Linked DNA regions of Ovis aries: region 1 is linked to region 2. Evidence: chromatin contacts called from public Hi-C data. All regions are on one chromosome and are shown on one strand. Each heading gives the region's core, a stretch centred on a gene start, on an enhancer-like site or on the middle of the called end of the contact. The rest is flanking DNA. Distances are from core to core; before and after follow the strand shown.

Region 1 (7,278 bases), core at 797-3,296, 210 kb before region 2:
GCAGACCTGCCCTCGGCCTGCCCACTGCGGCCGGGCCGTTTGCTTTTTGGGATCCCTGTCGCCACTCCCTCATCATGAGACCTGTAGGCCTCTGCCTGGAGCAGCTATTGAGGAAGGCCAGGGCCACACGGGGCTCTTCTACAGCCCCATGAGGAGGGCTGTCCCCGGAGGGAAGAGGGGAGCGCCTGATGACCTGCGTGTGGACCTGAGCTCACTCTGCAGACACGCGGGTACGTCTCAAAGACTTCTTCTGCGAGATGAAGATGCCTGTCTCATCTGTCCTTCATGGGGCTCCATAGTTTCTGCTCTCAAGCTTGCTGGGGGCAAGGGCCATTCACAGGCAAGAGCCAGAGGCAACTCTGAGGCCTCGGCAAGAGGCCCTTGCCAGCCCACATGGGCTCTCCCGGTGCCTGGCCGCCTGGCCGTGAGGGCGGTCCCACCAGGAAGCAGAGAAGCCGCCTCCCTCTCCTGTTCCCGACTGCTTAGAGGACGAGCCCCTGGAAAACTCTGCAAGAGGACTAGGCATTTTGTGACTCAAGACAGTCGGCCTCCCTCCTGTCTCCTGGGGCGCGAAGCAGGGAGGGGTCCACAGCTGCACGGCCTTGAGCTACTCCCTGGCTCTACTGCTTCATCTGGAGAGAAACAAGACGAATGCCCGCCTGGGATCATAGAGCAGATCGGATGTGCTGTTTAAGGCGTCCATGCTAAACAGGTCCTCTGTGAGCGCAGCCTGTGCACAGAAGGCGCTCCATAAATGCCCCCAGTGGACTGGCTGAGTGTGCTGGCAGAGCCAGCCCCACTCGAGAAGCCTCAGCTGAAGGCAGCACAGGGGTTGCACTCTCCAGCAGCCAGCCGGCAGCGTGAGTGAGACGGGGAGTCTGGGGCCATCTGGGGCCACTTGCAGGAGGCTACAGACACCATCCAAGGGGTCACCGGGGTGGGGGTGGGGGGTCCATAGCGTGTTCAAGCACGTCTCACGCAAGGGCCTCGCCTTCTGCTCCAAGCCTGGCCCTCAGCAGCCCCAAGGCGGCTGAGGGAGAGACGCAGCCCCTGCCCTGGCTCAGATCACCCTGGACCGGCGACACACTGCGGGCTTCACCCTCTGTGAGTGTGCCGACCCTTCGTCACAGCCCCATGACCTCAGCTCGGTGGTTGGCCCCATTTTGCATATAAGGGCTCCAAGGCACAGAGAACCAAAGCGACTGCCTCACATCACAGCGGAGGGGCTGAGACCTGGATGCGGGCGGCCCGGCTCCAGTGTCCCGCTGCTCCGGCGCCTTCCACCCGTGGCACCTGCTGGCGGCCAGGCACGCCACCCTGTCTGCCCAAGCAGTGGCCCTCAAGGCGCTCGCACCTTCCTTGCCAGCCCAGCCTGGGGACTCGTTCACTCCTGCAAATACTCACGGGGGAGGGACCGCCCGCCAACAGCCGCTTGGGCACGTGGATATAGAGCTGCCCTCAAGGAGTTCCCCCGTGACTGCAGGAGACAGACCCGGAACTGCAATACGAACCCCAGCAGCGTGGGACAGGCACACACTCAGGCTTGGGGTGAAGGCAGGCTTCCTGGGGGAGGCAGCATCTGGGGTTGGCCCTGGGGGCTTCCCTGGGGGATCAGACGGTAAAGAAGCGGCCTGAAGTGCGGGAGACCAGGGTTTGATCCCTGTTTGGCGGAGGACCCCGCTGGAAAAGGAAAAGGCCACCCCTCCCAGTATTCCAACCTGGAGAGTCCCATGGACAGTGGAGCCTGGCGGGCTAAGTTCATGGGGTCGCGAAGAGCTGGACAAGACAGAGCGGCCAAGCACATAGCACTGGAGGATAAAGAGGCCTGAGGCCAGGGGAGCAGAGAGGCGGGAAGAATGTTCTGGGCAGAGGGCAGGACGTAGAGGGACTCAGTGAGGGAGCTGCCGGAGGGGCGGGGTAGAAGGGGCGGAGGGGTCCCGGGGGGTACCGAAGGGCGGGAGCACGGGCGCCCTGCAGGCTGTCTGGACTTTATCCCTGGGACACAAGCCACGGGATGCACAATCAGAGGTGCCCTGGACAGAGGCCTCGCCAGCAGGACTGCCTGCAAGAGGCGGGGAGCTGGGGACAGGGCAGACCGGAGACCCGCCAAGCCCCAGCTGCTTAGAGCCAGCTGGACCCTCAGCACTCTCGCTTCAGCCCCAGAGCCCCATCAACCCTTTCCCATTCCCACGTTCCCAGCTCTGGAGATGGGAGGTTCACAAGCCAGGGCCCGAAGATGAAAGTATAGCTCTACAGCCAAAGAGGTGAGAGCTGGGTAAGATCAAAACTCCCCCGGCAGGCCTTAACCCTTTCCTCACCTCTGACCACGGTCAGGCGCTCCCCATCAACCAAAACCTGCCGGGGTGACACCAACTGGGCACCGTCGTCATCTGTGTCCAAGGGTAATGGAAAAAATTGACTGTTTGCTTGGTGCAATAGGGCATGACACTGTTTACACAGAAATAATAGCCCAACTGCGATGGATTCTAAATCTCCATTACAGTGAAAGATTTGAAGGAGAGAAGCAGTTAGAAAAATAATTGGTTTTCTTGTTTAGTTTAAAAATCCTTTATGCTTACAGATCATGGTCTTCACACCTCCCGTCTTAGGGGCTGAAAAAGAGAAAAGAGCCGGAGCCAGGGGTGGAGGCAGAAAGTGCTCAGCTTCTCACTTTTCTGGAAGGCTCTGCAGAGCAGACGAGGCCAGGCTCGCTGGAGATTTGGGAGATTGAGAGGGCTCTGGCTGGAGGCGGCCACTCTCTCCCTTGGCTGCCTCGGGCCTGGAAACAGCCTCCTCTCTCCAGGGCGGAAAGGCTGCGGGAGCCGACCCCGGGCAGGCTGTGTCTGGGACCCAACCTCAGGGGAGAGGTCCGGGTTTCTGCTTTCAAGGGAGGAGAGACGGACAGATGGTCATTTACAAGAAGAAAAGGGGACGGGAAAGATGTTGGCCGCTTCAGTATCTTCCCAGAGCCCTTCTATCCGCCCATCTGTCCTTCCTTCCCTCCATCCATCCACCAGAAACTGCACCAGAGCCAGGGAAGATGCCCAGATGAGGCCTGCGAGATGCCTTCCGAACAGCCCCAGCTAAACCGATCACGTGTGCTGCCTGCCCCTCCCGCCCTCCAGGCCTGAGGACACCTCAAGGCCCCTGGGCAAGCTGTGTGCCTGCACAGGCCAGGAAGGAGAGACTGCTGGCGCCATCGTCTCAGCAGCCCGGGATTCTTTCTACCTCTTCCCTGGGAGGTGACAGTCCCTTCAGTTCTGTGACAGCAAAGCCACGGGTCACATGTGCTGCCTGGAGGGTGTGCCACATGCCTGGCACTGGTTTTAAAGGGCTTGGTATGCAACATCTCATTTAATCCTTATAATTCCCTTGTAGAGAGATGATTTACCCCATTTTACAGATGGGAAAACTGAGGCTCCAAGAGGTTATATAAGTCTCCTAAGGTCGCATCGGTAGCAAGTGGCCCCAGGAATCCAAGCTCAGCTCATCTGCCTCTAGAGTCTATGCCTTTGACTCTTGGCCTTGAAGCAAGTGCTTTAACTAAAGGGCACAGTGCCAAGGGTGTGGCATCTGTTGGCTAGGCCAGGGAGGACACACCTGGTCCTTTGACAGAGGGCTGCCAGATAGCCCAAGCACGAGCCGCCGGCATGCAGGCCCTGCAGGGAGGGGGCGATGGCCGCAGGGTCCAGCACTGTCCTCGTGACGGGAAAGGAACGCCAAGAGAAGGGCCTCCTAGGCGGGTCGGCCAGTAGCAGCCCCTATGAATATTAATGCACGGGATGTTGTAAGGATCCTCTGGCACCAGAGTTCTGGGTGACTTCTCCCCAGCTTCCGGGAGCAGGCCTGAGGAACGCCGTCTGGTTGAAATCGCAGAACAGGACAGACACTAACAGGGAAACCAGATACCCACCATCCCCCTATCCTTCCCTCCATGAGCCACTCCCCCACCCTTCACATGCCTGTCTATCCGTCCATCTGTCTCTCTTCCCCCATCCATCTGGCCATTCTTCCTCCATCTGTCCTTCCATCCGTCCATCCTTCCTTCCTTCCATCCGTCCATCTGTCCTCCCTTGTTTTCCTTCTGTCCATTCACCCACCCACTCATTTTCCTCTGTCTCTTCCTTTCATCCACTTAATATTGATTATGAAGACGGACGATGATCTCCCAGGTACCATAATCCCCAGTGGCCAGCCAGACTCTTGGCCCTACGACTTTTAAGAGACACAGAAGCGCATGTCTCTTTGACAGTTCTTCCAAGGGCATTGCCTGTCTTTAGGGGGTGAGAATTGGGTGGATTTGAGGTTTTCCCAACTTGTACACCTGCATCCAGGTCTAAGCTTCTGGCCAGCCAAAGGCCTGGCCGTCTCCCTCCCTTCTTACAGCGAACAGGCAGGGATTGAAAGTCCGCTCCTGACTGACTAAGCTTCAGAGAGAAGATATACAGTGATCCCACGTATAGGACATCACTCCTCTCTGCTCACAAGATAAGGGACCCTTTTGAAAAGAGTTAACAGGATGAAAAATCACAGCACCGAAGATTCACTCCACCGTCTCATTAAACTAAACAGCAGAGGGCCCAGAACTCAGATGAATGAAAACTTGGGTTGGTCTGACTTAAGACCAGTATCTCAAATATGATTTTCATTTGAAAGGTGGACCTAAATGTTGCCGACAGCTACCTAAAAAAAAAAAAAAAAAATTCAATAAAGAAAAGAGGAAATGAGAGTATAGTGAGAAAAATGCAGACACTTATGAGTTCAAGACCCTGTGGGACACTCCTGAATATTTTAAATATCTTGGGAAAAAAAAATGAAAACAGTTTCTCCCAACTTAAACCAGAGAAGGGAGTCTCTTTCTAGTCTGAAAATCCTTTGAGGCAATTCTTTAAATTATTTACTAGCTTTTTGATTATATTTTATGGTGAGGTGGGTGGCAGGGGAGGAGGAGAAGAGAAAGAGCGCCGGGCAAGAAGTAAGTGGGAGAAAGCTGCTGCTGACATTTTCAATATCTGTCTGGAATATTTTAAAAGCCGTGCGTCTGTTTGAAATCGCAGAGCCTGGGCAACAATGGACCGCTGCCTCCCACACTTCTTTAGGTCATATTTGCATACAAAAGACCAGCTGCTGAGCAGCTATTATGCTGTGAAACCACAGTGGGCCTGGGAGAAGCGAGGTTCCCAGCAAGTGCAGAGAACCCACAGAGACTCCATTAATTTTTCACGAATTCTCAGGCCCTGGCCTTTTAAAGGCCAGTGGGGAGAAATCCCAGCCAGAAGTCTCCCCACTGTGGCCGCCACTGGATGTTGGGCCTCAGCTGAGAAATGCCGAGTGACAGATCCTCTCCCCTCATTAGGGGAGACCCCACTCTCGGTGGCTGCAGTGAGCTGAGCTGGGGAGAGGTCACCACGCACACCCACGTGCCCCCTCCCAGGTCCAATTTCACAAACCGTATCCCCGTTGTTGAGCCATAAGGTGCCAATTTTCCAAATCAACCTTATGATTTTGAAGCCGCCTGACCGACGTTAGAAACCTACCGGGCTCAAAGCAGAGCAAACATTCTCTAGGAGCATCGCGGTAAAGCCGCGGGTTCTTCCAGTCTTACAGGAAGGGGCTGCGCTGCAAGGACAGCTTGGGTTTCTGGGCTGCTCCAACCCCATCAAGGAGAGAGAGGAGGAGCGGGTGGAGAAGAGGGGAATTCAGGACAGGACGGGCCCTCAGGCTAACAAGGGCGGAACGCAGCCCCAGCTGCATGGCTCACCTCGGCCCCCAGCCAAGAGGCCCCTTTGAGGGGACAGACAACATCCACCACCCATGGGCTCTGGACAAGGTTTAAACAACACCTGTGGAGGCCTCGGCCTAACGCCTGCCACAGACCCTCACGACCCACGCTTGCACTGCCCCAGGACCTGAGGTCATTTGAATCAAGAGCAATTTATTTCAAGAGGAAGCAACAAACCAGTTTCTGATGAAACCCAGACAGGGATCGACCTTATTTTCCCTGCTTAGGAAAAGGAGCTCAGGACAAACAGGTGCGTGTCAAGGGGCTGGGGCTGGCTCTCCTCCAAACGATACGCTTCCTCCGTGCTCTCACTTAGATTTTTGGAAAAAGGCACCAAATCACGTTCAACAGAAATATGACGGTAATGAAAATGATTGTCACAATATCACATGCTTAAAATGATTCCAGGTTGCTTCCTCAAAAAAACTAACTTTTTCTTTCCAGAGAAACACTCCTATGGTGCAAGATGGGGGCATCTTTTGGGTAGGTCAGGTCAGGAAGCAAAGACGCCACACCACTTAAGAGGGAGGCTGCGGAGCTTCCACACAAGGCCTCAGACCTGGTGGGCAGTGTTCACAGGCCTCCGTGGTATCTGACGATGGAACAGGGACCGATTCAGCTCTGAACCCAGGACCTTTCAGCAAGCTCCAGAGGTCTTCCTGCCATGCTGAAGCAGGAGGCCCTGCAGGGCCAACCTCAGGGAGAGAGGAAGGAGCGGGAATCATGCAGGGCACTCTGCTCACTCAGCTTCCCGCCCCATCCCCAATATCAACTAAAAAGACCAGAAAATATTCACGGACCATTGTGCGTTTGTTAGACTGAACCAAATTTAGCCCAAGAGACAATGTGGGGACACCGTGGAGGTGACGAAAATAGAAGATATTCAGGACAAAAATCTACTCAGTATGGAAGGAATATTCCACTCTAAGAAGTAAGTGCCCAATACATGACAAAGAAGGGTGTCCTGTCTGGATAATATAGCAGGTGAGTGAACAGAACTGGCTCTGAAGGGTGGGCCAAGTTAGCCGAGATGGAGGTGGGGGACCACTCCGAACTGGGCACATCAGACACGCTGCCTGGGACCCCGGGCAGACCAGCGGCCTGGAGCAGAGAGCTCTCACTGCGGCATCGACAGAGAAGCAGCTGGAAAAGCAGCGGGCCTGCACTGGCTTCCCTTTCTGGCTGGAAGGCCAGCTGAGAGAATCCCCTGGAACGTCTGTGAAGGCAAGGTTTGAGGAGAACAGAGTATCTGCAGGGGAGGAGACCGCACCAGCTGGAGGCTGGGGCAAAAGTCCTGGGGTGATGGGCGACCAGGACCTGAACTAGAGACAGCCTCGCAAGGAACCAAAGACAGCAGCTGAGGCGGTAGATGGTGCAGACAGAAACTAGTGGCTTTCTCAAAACTCTGAGAATCTTCTAGGTTTTACTCACAGTGGAAATTCCCCAAGGTCAAACTTTTTCAAGTCATTTCAAAACTACTGGTGCCACTCAGACAA
Region 2 (7,031 bases), core at 597-3,096:
CTCGCCGGGTCTGCGAACGTGACGAAACCGAAGCCTCTGAAATGAGACAAAGAGGGGGAGACACAAACAAGAGAATGTGGCACCATCGGGAGCGGCCAGGAGTGAGCCCTCGCTGCAGAACGCAGAGCCAAGGGGCCCCCACACCCCCCGCTCCCCCGTCCTCCCCATCCCCCAAGCCTTCAGCCCCCCAGGGCCCCGCAGGAAACACACCAAGGCTGAAGGGGGCAGTAGGGCGGGGGCGGGGCGCGCGGAGGTAACTTGGGGGACGCCGGTGTCCCCACTCCTTGCCCACCTCAGTTTCTCTCCTCCTCCCCCCTCCCCTTCCCTTTCTTTAACGCTTTGTTTTATTCCAAACAAGCCCCGGCACTCAGAGGAGACACAACCAGCTTTCTAAGAGGGGGGCTTAAGAGTTCGGGGCGCCGCGAGTGCACACATTAAAAAAAAAAAAAAAAAAAACTATGTGGAAAGTGAATGAAGCTGAATGTCATTTGAAACGGGAGAAAAAGAAGCGAAGGGGAAAATGACTTAAAGCGCAGATGTGGACATCCCTGTATCCAGAGTTCAGCACCAATTAACAATAACCTTTGGGGTTAATGGGAAGGGAGGGGCGGGGGGAGATGGAGCGACGTTCGAAACCAGCCACATGCCTGAGCCCCGTTCTAAATCCGCTTAGCTACTTCCGAAGACACCTCCAAAAATAACACTTAAACTTTGTTCTGAAATAAAGACAAAATCCAGAAGGGGATGGTTTACCTGGAGCGTTTCGTAGTGGGATCTCTCATGACCATACATTCTCTAATTTCTCCAAATTTGCTAAAATAGTCTCTAAGGCTATCTGTAGAGAGAGAAAGAGAGAGATGGGGGGGGGGGGGGGGGAGAGAAGGTGTGGAAAAAAAAAAAAGCAATGCAAATTCTGATCAAGGACAAAACCCAAAAGTAGTTTTCTGTTGTTATTCTGGGGGTTTTTTTGCACACGCGGGGGAAATTCGGCAACAGAGGTCGCGTAGAGGGCTCGGAAAGGATTTGCTATTTAAAAAAATAACCTTGCACAGGAGAAGTGGGGAGCCAATGGCGGGGGGGGGGGTTCCTACACCAGGATAACAAAGAGCAATAAAGAAGCCAAGAAGGGGGGGGACCCGGGCGTGCCCCCCTCCCTCCCTTACCTGGTGAGGTCTGCCAGCTGAGTCCGCCGATAAACATTTTACTGGAGGGAGAAAACATAACAGAAGTGAGCACCGATGTCAGATCGGCCATTTTGACGTGTAACTTACAAAAGCTAAAGGAGAGCGGGGGGGAGCGCGCGAGCGGGAGCCGGGAGGTGGGCTGGGGGAGCGGGCGCCGGCCGAACGCCACCCCGAGGTGCGCGGCTCCCCGGGGGGGGGCTGCCGGCGGGCCGGGGGAGGGCTCCGGAGGGGCCGGGCGCCGCGCTCCGCCGGCCCCGCCGCGGCCAGGGGAGCGAGCCGGGGAGGCGCGGGGCGCAGCGGCTGGAAACTTACCCGGGGTCGTGCTGCGAGTCGTTGGCGCCGCCCGAGCCGCCCGGGCCCCCGTTGGCCTCCATAGCTGCGCCCCCCCCCCCCCCCACCCCCGGACACCGAGCCGCGCGGCGATCGGAGCGCAGCGGCGGCCGGCCCCGAGCCCGAGACCTCCCGCTCCCTCCGCCCTCCGCCTCCTCCCCCCGCCCGGCTCTCCGAGTCCCCGCGAGCGGCGGAGCCGGGGCCGCGCCGAGAGCCGTCACACGTGGGCTCGGCTCCGCTCGGGCCCGCGGCTCGCACACCCCCCGCCCCGCCCCCGCGCCCCCCCCGCCCCCCGCGCACGTGGGGCGGGGTTCTAGAACGTCGTGTAACCAATGCCGCTGACGTCACGGCCCCCGCGGACCCCGCCCGCCGGCCCGCGCGCGCTCCCCTGGCCCCCGCGCCCGGACTCGGGGGGCGGCCCGCGCGCCCCGCGACCGCGGGGGCCCCGCCTCCGGGCGGGCCGGCCGCTGGGGGGGGGCGCACCCCGACTTCCCCGGGGTCACATGGGCTCCGGGGGGCGGGCGCGCCGGGAAAGGGGGAGGCGCGGGGAGCTCGCTGCCTGCCTGCCTGCTCGCTCGAGCCGGGGACGAGACGCCCCCCACCTCTCCGGCTCGGCCTCTCCATCCAAGTTCCCGGTCCCCGGCCGCCCGGATCCGGGGATGGCAACCGCCGCCCGCCCGCCTCTGCGCCCTTTTTTCCAGCCGCCGCGCAGAAATTTAGGTCAAGGACGTCGGGATCAAACCCAAACCCTGGCGCTCCTCGGGCGCTCCCGGAGACCCCCAGGACGAGGGGCGGGGGGCTTTCAGGATGGTGCGGACACCCTCCGCACAAACCCCAGCCACAAGTTTTATTTTCCTTTCGCGCTGGAAGTTCTGTCTGGCTCTCGATCCACACCGGCACGTCTTGCGCGGCTCCCCGCCCTTCCCCGGCAGAGGTACGAATCCGTGCCCGGGGAAGGTTATTTTGGAACTTTGAGGAAACGGACGCGATTCCAGTGGTGAGAAAAGGCCGAAGGAAGGGTTTCCGCGTTAATCAGACGGCGCTTTAAAAAATATAATAAAATAGGTTTATAGGGGTCAAGGTCAAATGATTGGAGTTTAAATCAAAATTTTTTGTATAGTAAGAAATAGTTTTGAGAGCATCTCTGGGAGGGCCGGAAAGGGTGGTTATTTCAGAAAACCCCTCTCCATCCAGTTTGTGCTTTATAGATAGATAGATAGATAGATAGATAGATAATTGTTTTATTCTGTTTCTATGCCGAGATAGTAAAATACACAAGACGTAAATAGCCCAAGCCCCCCACCATCTGGGGATGTGGCTGACGGTGGCAGAGGGCTTCAAACACACCCGCGCCACTTTGGGAGCAGTGTGGTGCCGCACAGATCCTGGCGCGCAGTAGACGCTTAATAAATGCTGGTGTTGATCTTTGCCGGCACTGAAAACTTCTAAAAACCGATTTTGTAGCTTCCCAGAAACATGGCACGCTTCTCCAGCTGATTTCAGACTAGCCAAATTCAGGCTGGATTCAATTTATAGAGTATTTAAAACAATAAGGATATAATTATCCTTATTGTTTTAAATTATTACAATAAATTGAGTTAACGTGGCATGAGGGGCAACATAAAGTTGTGGTTCATCAAGTACTAAATTAATGTTAAGCATGAATTGATGCCCAATTAACACTTTTCCGTTCATTTTCCTGGGATTAGGACACAAGGAGGTACACTCAACACCAAAACTGCAGCAGGTCTGCTGTGGGTCTTGGAAAAGCGGACTATGAAAAATCCCAACATCAACCAAAGCCTTGATCTCCCTGTCTCCTCAATTGGGGTAATTCTGTCCTTTACAGACTTGATAGGGTGAGCGAAGTGATTGAAATGAACACGTAAAAGTCCCTTTTTCACTGCATGCCTATATGGGTTGTGCTTATTATCAATAATTCAGTTCAGTTCAGTTCAGTTGCTCAGTCGTTTCGGACTCTTTGCCACCCCATGGACCCCAGCACAGCCAGGCCTCCCTGTCCATCACCAAATCCCAGAGTTTACTCGAACTCATGTCCATTGAGTCGGTGATGCCATCCAACCATCTCACCCTCTGTTGTCCCCTTCTTCTCCCGCCTTCAATCTTTCCCAGCATCACGGTCTTTTCCAGTGAGTCAGTTCTTTGCGTCAGGTGGCCCAAATCATATCAATCATTACTTCATACAATTTTTAGAAAGCACTTTAAAACTTTAAACCAGAAGCCCAAGCATTTTCCAATTCATTCCAAGCTGCTTCCCAAATCATCTGGGGTCCCATGTGTTGAAAACCCAGTTGTTACTATGTTGATTGCTTATTATGATTATTCTCAATAACAAAATGCAGACAACAGAGCTCATGGGATTTTGTGGCGGATTTTTGCCTTAGAACCACAGGTCATAGGTGCTGAAAAGGCCCGTCCTGATCCAGCCCCCTCATTTTACATCAGGGGCCGGGAGGAGCAAAGCTTACCGGATTACACCCTGCCCCCACCTGTCAGTTCCCTGAAGGGGGTCTGGTCATCAGTCTCATGCCCTTTGGCTCGGCTGCATGTATATTTATGCCTGTCCTTTACAAGGCGAGAGTGAAGTGCCCTTGTTCCCTGTTGTAGACCTACACAAGCTGAACTGAATTAAACTGAGAGAGGTGCTAGCCCTGCAGTTAGAAAGAGAAAATTAGACCTTAAATCACTAATACTACATTGTTTTATTTACTTTTAACACATGCAGTAACATTTATTCTTCTTGGTCTAAAGGTCTGAGTTCGGGCAAATGAATGGAGTCACATACCCGTAACCATAGACAGGTTCCAGGAAAAGTCTCAATGTCCGAAAACTTCACTCTTGCTTCTCTTAGTTTATTATCATCATGCATTTCTCCTCCAGCTTATTCCAGCTTATATAGCCCCAGGGTCAGGAGAATCCTAGGAGCACACCAGTCCTCCACCCTCTTAAAGCCTCGATAGCCCATGACACTGTTGGGCACTCCCTTCTTGTAACTCACTGTTCCCTCGGCATCCTTGATGCCTGCATTCTCCTGACTTGCCTCCTTCCTCTCCAGCCTCCCTTCCTCTCTTTGCCCTGACTTCTCCTCCTCTGCCTTTCCTTTAAATAGTGGTGTTCATTCTCTCCCTCAACTATACACCCTTATTTACCTGAGATTCTCCGAAGGATGGGTTAAATACCACCTACCTTCTGATGCCAGTCAAATTAAAATCTCTAGCCTGATCTCCCCACGGAACTCCAGACTGGTTAATTTCCTATTCATCATTTACATTTAGCCTCCCTAAAGACACCCCAAACTCAGCTTGTCCAAAAACACAGGCATGCTCATTTCCCTAAACGTGAACCTCTTTAAAAGTTCACTTGATGAAGAGAGAGAGAGCCCCAGGCATCTTAGAGACCAGGTTGGCTCCTTTCCAGGTTGACACCTTCCCATGTGCAATCCATCACAAATCTCTATTGGTGTTACTTTCACGATGTCTCGCAAATTCACCTTTCCTGGCACTGCATCTCAGATCTCCCACTAGAGCCCCGGAAGTTGCCTCCTAAACACCCTTCCCACATCGGTTCTTACTCCACTAATATGTCTGGAAAGTATTCCTTGACCTCTGACCCAGCTGAATCCCCGTCAGTATGCACTGTTATCCTGCTAAAATGTCCTCTGTGTACCCTACTCTGTGTGATCATTTGCTTCATTGCTCATCTCCTCCATTAAGCCATAATGCATTTCTGCTCTCCAAGTATTAATATTAGCGCAGAGCCCACTGGTGCATGGTTGACGCTCAGCAAATATTTGTTGAAAGAATCAAAGTATGAATGCATGAGGGACAACTTCTAATTTCATTGTAGGAACTTTTGTATCCGTGTCCGTAAGTCAACCAGGCTGCAGTTTTCCCTTCTCATATTGCCTTTCTCTGGTTATACTGGCCTCATAAAATGATCTGGTAAGTGTTCCTTCTTTTTCCATTTTCTTGAACAGTGTGTATAAAATTGGAATTACATGTTCCTTGGCTATTTGGTAGAACTTGCTGGTAAAATGTCTGGCTCTGAGAGAAACATTTCCTAGGTTGATTTTTAACTACTGATTCCATTTCTTTGATGCCTGTGGATCTCTTGATAGATTTTATATTCTTCCTGACTCAATTTTTACTCATTATATTTTTCAGGGAAATTGTCCATACCATCTAGGTTTTCAGATTTATTAACAAAATGATGTTCATAGTTTTCACTTAATGTATTCTCATCTCTGCTGCATCTATCCATACTCTCCATTCTTTTGCATTCCGTATATTATTGTATGTGTCTCTTTTCTGGATCCATTGTGCCTGAGGTCTCCCTATTTTTATCTAGTGGTTCTTTCTACTAGTGTTTGCAGAGAATCAACTTTTAATTTGGTTAATACTATTTTTTGTTTCATTAATTTTTACTCATATAATATTATATATATGTTATATTATTACATTAAGAATATATACCATATATAAAAATAAAATTGTGTATTGTTAATGTATCATATTCTCTTTGTTCTATTCTCTGAATCTATTTTGTTGTCTTTAAAAAAATTATTGGTGCCTTAAGTAATTAATTTTCAGCCTTCTGGGGTTTTTAACATTTAAGGCTATGGATTTCACTCCAGGTGCCACTCAAACTACATTCCACAAGATATATAGAATTTTTATTACCATCCCAGGCAAAGAATGTTTAGATTTCAAGTATGATTTCTTCTTTGCCTCAGTACACATACATTTTTACATTTCTAAACACAAGTTTTTATTTTGATTTTTAATTATTTAAAAATCTGGTCTGACTTCAGAGAGGTGGTATGTAAAGGAGAGTCTTTATTATTTGTCGAGATTTGCTTTGGTAAATAGTCAGTTTTTATAAATACTCCATGTGGTATACTTTGGAATACTTTGTTATATAGCATTCTATATGAATCTATCAAACCAAGCTTGTTAATTATATTACCCAGATTTCCTGTAGCCTTACTAATATCTATCACTTTCTATAGTAATACAGTAAAATCTCCTTATATGACTACATTTGCCAACACCTACTATAAATCCTTCAAATTTTCCTCTGTATTTTGAAAGTATTTGATAAGGTACATCAAAAAGGGGTGTGAAAATCTCCTAATATAACTACAGTTTTCTATTTTTTATATTTTATTTCTCATTTTGCTTTGTGTTTTAATAGTGATTGTTTCTTTAATACATGCACAGATGATCTTTAACCTTAGTGCTTTTGGCTTTAAAGTCTACTCTGCCTGCAATAAATAAATCTCTCTAACTTTTGTTAGCATTTGTCTGGCATAATTTTCTCCATCTTTTGCTTTCAACCTTTCTATGTCTTTAATTTTTAGGTAAGTTTCCTATAAACAGCATACAGTTGGACCTTGTTCTTTTATTTATTGGGTTGACTGGTAAGTCTAGTTCATTTACATTTAATGTAATTACTGATATTTTTAATGAACCTTGGAGGCACAAAACTGTATCAGTT

The links. A called contact is a pair of places that touch in the nucleus more often than the background predicts.
Region 1: a Hi-C map of liver shows a contact between it and region 2, with 1.9 times the contacts expected there. The contact joins the enhancer-like site here to the promoter of LOC105612366 in region 2. A contact is called at or near these places in 3 of 16 Hi-C or Micro-C datasets (liver, muscle and tail adipose tissue).

The regions. Positions count from the first base shown.
Region 1 is chr11:7,990,954-7,998,231 of ARS-UI_Ramb_v3.0, reverse strand. All of the region lies in intron 6 of MSI2 (musashi RNA binding protein 2), which reads right to left. Among named protein-coding and RNA genes, the nearest start is that of MSI2, 210 kb to the right of the region's middle. Within about 2 kb of position 2,046, at least 2 of the 54 cell types and tissues checked have an H3K27ac peak or open chromatin away from gene starts, as enhancers often do. A contact at or near this core is called in liver, where this site is marked.
Region 2 is chr11:7,780,653-7,787,683 of ARS-UI_Ramb_v3.0, reverse strand. LOC105612366 reads left to right here and starts at 1,846. Exons shown (of 5, transcript XR_009595304.1): 1 at 1,846-2,511; 2 at 3,224-3,373; 3 at 5,382-5,476; 4 at 6,895-6,954. MSI2 (musashi RNA binding protein 2) reads right to left here and starts at 1,570. Exons shown (of 14, transcript XM_060394731.1): 1 at 1,497-1,570; 2 at 1,164-1,204; 3 at 754-835; 4 at 1-36. The coding sequence starts at 1,558.